Regions from separate parts of the Capsicum annuum genome. Here region 2 is linked to region 1. The links are chromatin contacts, called in public Hi-C maps. All regions are on one chromosome and are shown on one strand. Each heading gives the region's core, a stretch centred on a gene start, on an enhancer-like site or on the middle of the called end of the contact. The rest is flanking DNA. Distances are from core to core; before and after follow the strand shown.

Region 1 (3,647 bases), core at 811-3,310:
AATTTGGAGGTGGGAATGGGGTTGTTGGGGTATTTTGGAGAAGATGATCGGAGCTGGGGGGCTGGATGTTCGAAGATGGTGATTCGAGTGGGTGGGAGGGCACTGGGGTGTTTGGAGAAGGTGATTCGGGTGGTGGGCTGGGATGATTTGGATGAGGGGGGGGGGGGGGGTACTGGGGTGATAAGGAAGAAGATGATGATTGGGGGTTGTTTGGAGAAGATGATAAAGGGGGAGGAGGGCGGGGGGAGGTGGAGCATTTATTTATTAAAAAAAAAATTTAAGTTAATTAGTTAAAAATAGATTTTTTTAATTATAATTTATTTAAAATTATTATTTTATACAAAAAGTGCCACATGTTATTTTTTAATTGGTTGTATGTCATGTCAGCAGAGTTAATTTTAGCTGACTGTAAAAAAAGTGTCAAAATAATACAGTTAATAGCTGGTTGAGGTGCCTAAAATGAACATCGTCCACTTGAGGTGTCTAAGTGAAAGATGGTGTCAAGTTTAGGGGGCTATCAATGGATTTGGCCTTTTAAATATTTATTTGATCATAAAATCTTATCAGAATTTTATAATATGTTTTTTAAATATTTTTAATCTAAAAGACTTTAATAAATTTATTTTTATGTGCCTACGCTGTTCGGTTTGACCATAAATTTAAAAAATTATTTTTAACTATTTGTTTGATCATAATATTTGCTCAAATTTTAAAAATATGGTCTTTAAATATTTTAAATTTTAAAAATTTGCTCAAATTTAACACGTTTCTTTTTTATTTGCTAGGTTTAACTATAAATTTTAAAAAATATTTTAAATATTTATTTGACCTTAAAATTTGCTCATATTTTTAAATTATGATTTAAAACTATTTTTAAATCATAATTATCATTTAAGAATTAAAAATATTTAAAAATATCATAAATTTTAAAACTATATGATATTTTAAATATTTTTAATTTTTAAAAATATTTTTAAATCATATTTTAAGAACCTGATCAACTTTACGATATTTTTAAATCATAATTATGATTTAAAACTATTTTTAAATCATATTTTTAGAATAAGCTTAGAAAATTCTTTTTCAAATAATTATTTGATCATAAAGTTGATCAGATTTTAAAAATATAATTTTTAAGTATTTTTAAGTTTTCAAAAATTAGATCATCACAATTTTTGGGATTTTCATCATAAATAAAGTAACATACATATTCAAAATATTTAAATTTCTAAGTATCAGCTATAAAATTTATGAGCAAACAGAGGTTTATGTGAGTTGACTTGTAACAGTAGCAGTAGGGTAAATCAATAAATTTACATAATTTTCACAACGGTTACACTTTCTCGTGACGACAGAGCCATATAATAAATCAGGGGACCGTTGAGGTACTACCTTTACTAAGTTTTACTTCCAAAAATACCCCTTTTTGATCAAACTGTAGGTTTTCGTAATTTGGTAAATTTAAGTTAAGGAAAAGATTTAGGAACTTAAATTAAGGATATGAACTAAGATTCAATTTCCCTTTTTTAGGGAAAAAGTGACCGACAAATCCATTTGAATCATTTTAGCTGAGAAATAGCATACTTGTCATTATCCACCAAATCACTATTTTCACTTTCCTAGTGTTTTCCAATTATTCAACAAGTTATATTAATAATAATAAAAAAAATTGTATAATCCAATAACATTTTTGACTTTTAAAAGTAAACTTAGATTATGATTTTTTAAACGTAAAATTAAATATTTACTTGCATTTTCGTATTTTAATCAAACACTACGTAAATATTTAGAAGCTATATTGACTTAAAATAAGTTAATTTAAATAAATTATAAACATATCCATAACTTCTTTTTACCTTCTTGAGGTAGAAAAAGTTGTTTTTAATAAATGATCGACTTGTACTAAAATGATCTAGAAAAAGACATATTATTATTATTATTATTATTATATCACATGAATTAGAGTATTACTAATGTCATTTTCAAGGAGAATAATGTAATTTCACATGGCAATGCATGTCACAAGGCAAGCTCCTCCACCTCAAATTTGCACCACCTCACATAGTGTACACTATTTCCTTTGACCTAAACCTCATAAACCCTCTCTTACCTCCACACACACATTACTATATATTTATAGGCTAAATAGATACGTATAGAGAGAGAAAGAGAGAGAGAGAGAGAATCTAGTGTAGAGAGATAAAACAGAAATGGCAAGTCCGAGCCAGTTCCCGGATGACTTTCGGTGCCCGATTTCCCTTGAAATTATGTCCGACCCGGTTATTCTCTCGTCGGGTCATACCTTTGACCGTTCATCAATCCAACGGTGGCTTGACTCCGGTCACCGGACTTGCCCGATTACAAAGCTGCCCATATCCGACCCGGTTTCTCTAATCCCTAATCATGCACTTCGTAGTCTCATTTCCAATTATACCCTCGTCTCTTTCCCTAAACCACTATCTTACCCTGAACCGAAGTCCCTTATTCAAACCCTTATTGCTGCTTCTTCGCCGTTGGATTCTAAGCTCAACTCGCTTGACAAACTCAGTAAGCTTTCCAAGCGTGACTCAGCGATCCGACGGAAGCTCACTGAGTCCGGGGCTGTTTCTGCTGTGCTGAATTGTGTTGATTTCGATGATGATTCGGGTGGTTTTCAGGAGAAAGCGCTTCATTTGTTGTTGAATTTGAGCTTGGATGATGACAACAAAGTGGGTTTGGTAGCTGAAGGGGTTGTGGGGAAAGTGGTTGCAACGTTACGGAGAGGTACCGGAGACTCGAGGGCGGTGGCCGCCACGGTTTTGACGAGTTTAGCGGTGGTGGAAGTGAATAAGGCAACAATTGGGGCATACCCAGATGCGATTCTTGGGTTAATTTCACTTCTTTGGGGTGGAAATGGTAGAGAGAGAAAGGAAGCTGCTACTGCTCTCTACACTCTCTCTTCTTTCCCGGACAATCGGGTTCGGGCCGTGGAGAATCGGGCTGTTCCAATACTGATTCAGAATGCTAATTCGGGCCTGGGAAGAGCCGTTGAGGTATTGGGATTGTTAGCAAAATGTAAAGAAGGTCGTCAAGAGATGATCAAATTTGGTGGACTATTGGAAATATTGATAAAATTCTTGAAAAATGGGTCATCCAGAGCTGTGCAATATGCTCTATTGACTATCAGTTTGTTGTGTAATTACAGTGAAAGGATGCGTGTTTTGGTCGTAAGAGAAGGGGTGTTTGAGATTTGTGTTGGCTTATTAGAAGATGATAATGAGAAAGTGAGAAGGAATGCTAATAGCTTGATTCAAGTTTTGCAAGGAAAAAGATTAAGTCTCTGATTGATTAGGAAACTAAAAAAAATGTGAATTTGGAAAGTGTTGATTTTGATGGATTATGAAGAAGGTGAGTTGGGTGTCCTCAAAATAATTTTTGTTTTTCTTGCATTTGTACAAAAACTGTAGAATTGTAGGGGGAAAATGTGCATCTCTATTTCGTTATTTTGGTTTATATTTTTAAAATAAAGATGACAAAAGAAAAAAAAAAACAATGGTTCTCTCAATGTCTTTCTCTTTGTGATTTTTAATATTCTTGTTGCATATGTTGATGTAAAATTAAAAATCCAATCTTTTCCAGTCAGTAGTAAGAATGATCAATGAGAGCCC
Region 2 (3,621 bases), core at 61-2,560, 43 kb before region 1:
TCAAATTGTGTATGCACATTTGTCTGTATCGGAGAATGCACAAGATGATTTTTACTCTCCTTCTTAACATAAACTTGAAGAATGTTCAGTTTTATTTGACTAGCATAGTCACAAGGAGCCCTCAGAAATTCAGTCAACGACTCATCATCACTAATAATCCATTCTCCATAATTTATCATTCCTTGAGATGAGAAGGAATTTGGATATTGTCCGACTATAAATAAATCAAAATTATTATTTTTTATTTTCATTCTTCTAAAAATTGATTCTACAAATTCTCTATAACCAATTGAAATTGGATACTTCGCGTTGGACTTGGGGGACATACTATAATATATTGTATTTCCCTCGTGAATAATTTCGCCATCCCAAAAAAGTGCAACTTTAACACGTTCAGAATTCATTCTCTAAAATTTGATAAACTTTTGAAAAGATAAATTGAGGTTGAAGATGATTGAAAACAAAAAGAATTGAAGTTGAAGAAGAAGAAGAAGAAGAATTTGAAAATCGTATACAAAAAATGAATGTATACGCCTGTTTAAATAGAAGAATTTAAAAAGCATATAACTCAATTTTTTTGTGAGTTATGATAAAATAGATGCATAACTCACAAAAAAAGTGAGTTATGTTAAATAAAATTTTGAAAATGTTTTTCATTGTTTAAATAACTCAAAATTTATCTGAGTTATGTTAAAATAAAAGGCATAACTCACCATTTTTGTGAGTTATGTTATAATAAAATGCATAACTCACAAAAATCGCGAGTTACGTTAAAAAATAGGAATACATAACTCACAAAAAATTAAATGCATAACTCACAATTTTTGCGAGTTATGTTATAATAAAATGCATAACTCACAAAAATCATGAGTTATGTTAAAAAATAAGAATACATAACTCACAAAAATTGTGAGTTATGTTAAATAAAATGCATAACTCACAATTTTTGTGAGTTATATAAGAATGAATAACTCACAAAAATTGTGAGTTATGCACTTTTCAAAAAAATTTAACATCGTGAGCTGGGTTTCGTTAAAATTTTTTTACATAATTCACCTTTTTTATGAGTTAAGCAGACTTTGATATTTTTTTAAATATATGACATAGTTTAAAGTTTTTTTTAGTTTGATGACATATTTTGATTTCAAGTTCTCGTGACCCGAAGAGAAAAGTAAAAGGATAAAAGGATATATACATCAGATTTATTTGTACGAGATTCTTCAAATTACAGATGAATATTAGCTGAAACGTGTAAGGATATTCTTAGGTGGAGCATTTCTATTGGACATAGTACTTTAGGGCTCAAAATGAAGCATATACCTTTTAAAATAAAAAAAAAAGATTCCATCCAACTCTATTGAGAGTGGATGCCTTTGATTACGATCAAAAGATTAGAAAAAGAAGGAAGGCCTCTCTGCACCTACTAAGAATAGGGGACACACGCCATTCTATGGTAAAGTAGGATCTCTAATTAGCTCACATACAGAAACTTTAGGACGTATAATAGGATTTCTAATTAACTCATAAAAATTTTAGGAGGTATAAGACCTCAAGGGACACCAAAAGTATAAAAGCTATACATGTCTCTTTCCATAGAAAAAGAATTCATTTTTATAATCATTCTACGGAATGAAAGGCCCATTCTATTCATATTAACCTCTCCTCTGGCTTCTCTCGTCAAATTGTGATGGTGAGTGATCCATATAATATTATCACATTGCAAGCCTCAATTTGCCAGGCAGTAAGTTACTTTATCATATTGAAGCTTACCTATTGACTAACGGAGTACCTTTGTTACCTATAAATAGTAGTGTTCACATACTTGTAAGGAAATTTTATGATTCTGAACAATACCAAGAATTTATATACTGGTGCTCCAAGTTTTCTTTATTTTACTAAGTCTTGACTTTCAAACAATCTTTCACATAAATCATCTCCAGATCTAAATGAAATATCAAGCAACTAAGCTCTTCTGTTCCATTAATTTATTTTTACTTCATTAATGTTCTTAGTTATATTTGAAAGCATATTTAAACTGCTAATATTTAATCGTCGAGTTAAATAGATACACGTGTTCTTGACCTTATAACAAATTCACTTGTACCATTTTTCCGATAAAAAAAACCGACCCTGAGAATTGTTATAAGCAGTGAAAGATCAGGACGATATGCTAGTCAAAGAAGAAAGAATTCTTATATTTTCTCGTCCTATTTTGCATTTTTCTGGATACCATATCCTTTAACCATACTCTCACGAGGATGTGTAGGAGATATAATCAAGTAAATAAACATATGTTATCTCTAGCAATTAGCTATTAAATTAGAAGGTTACATACTTCAACATGATTCTTCAGGGAAATTCCTTTTATACTCGTTCCGGAAAACAAATGTTTCTTCAACTATATGAAAAGATCAGATGCCTACACTGCTAAGCTGTGGGTAATCTCAAGGTTTGTTATATTAGTATAATTTAGTGCATTCAATCATAGAAGATAGAATTAGTGACAACTTGATACATCTATGTATCATCAGTCATCAGCTGACTAACGACCATCAAGTGTTGTAATAGTCACCTCATTGATCGAAGATGTTGTTATTTCAATAGTACCCGAGTCTGTGGTAGGGGTAAGTAGTGGCTGCTTCGGGGAGGGAATCATTGCTTCATTGCTTAGCAATTAGCATGAACAAAATTGATGACATAGTTGGTCTTTCTGCTGCATTGACTTGCAAACACAACAGTCCTACTTGAATACAGCGTAATGCTATCTCTCTGGGACAAGAATAGACTATTGATGGATATACCATGTCTGCATTTTATAACTTTACTAGTGTCAAATTTGGAGGGGAATCACCATTATAATAGATTTTGTTTTTTTCACTAATGACCACCAATAATATGATGCAAAGCTAAGGACGTCGGATTTTAATGAGAAGAGACTAGCTAGAGCATATTCAGGTGACATGTAGGCACTGCAAATAAAAGGTAGTCATATTATGAATACCCCAAGTATTGGTAAATGGGAATTAGGATATAATGGAAAAAGCCCTTTCAGTATTTGCTTGCTTACTATGTTCCAACAACTCAGAGAGTTTTAGCTTTATTTTGATTTCCACTAAATATCCTAGCTGTATCAAAATCTGATATCTTGGGGTCCATATCTTCATCTAAAAGAATGTTGCTAGCTTTCACTCTTATTCTTGAGTTCTGATGAAGATAGAGAAATACTATTCCAATGATAATTTCATGCCGCTATTCTAATCAAGCAACAGCCTCTGCTCTCGTCTAAGTAGTTTGATTATCATATTTAACCAATAAGCACACATTTGACTAGAGAAAGGGTTAGCACAAAAATCTGAAAATAAGTGATCATACCAAATATGAAATTAATATATATATATATTCGTAGATCAGCATTTTCTCTTCATTTTTTATGCAGCAGACAAGGAACCTAACAAGATTTCTGTGTTGGAGTTTTGCAATGATGATCGGTTTTGAACTCACTTATACCTTGCCTTGATTAATACATAGCCTTTTCACAGCTATTTGCTACCCATCGGGCAATTGACCCTAGAAATTGCAAACTACTAATACTAATTTGTCAAACCTTCAAAACACTAGTAC

What was found. Hi-C and Micro-C count contacts between places; a contact is called where the count stands out from the background.
Region 2: a contact with region 1 is called in a Hi-C map of placenta, with 2.4 times the contacts expected there. The contact joins the enhancer-like site here to the promoter of LOC107859510 in region 1. A contact is called at or near these places in 2 of 5 Hi-C or Micro-C datasets (leaf and placenta).

What each region holds. Positions count from the first base shown.
Region 1 is chr2:132,642,662-132,646,308 of UCD10Xv1.1, reverse strand. LOC107859510 (U-box domain-containing protein 8) reads left to right here and starts at 2,060. Exons shown (of 1, transcript XM_016704549.2): 1 at 2,060-3,544. The coding sequence starts at 2,211. The coding sequence ends at 3,323.
Region 2 is chr2:132,684,485-132,688,105 of UCD10Xv1.1, reverse strand. No RefSeq gene overlaps it. Among protein-coding and RNA genes, the nearest start is that of LOC107859513, 11 kb to the left of the region's middle. Within about 2 kb of position 1,310, at least 2 of the 5 cell types and tissues checked have an H3K27ac peak or open chromatin away from gene starts, as enhancers often do. A contact at or near this core is called in leaf, where this site is marked.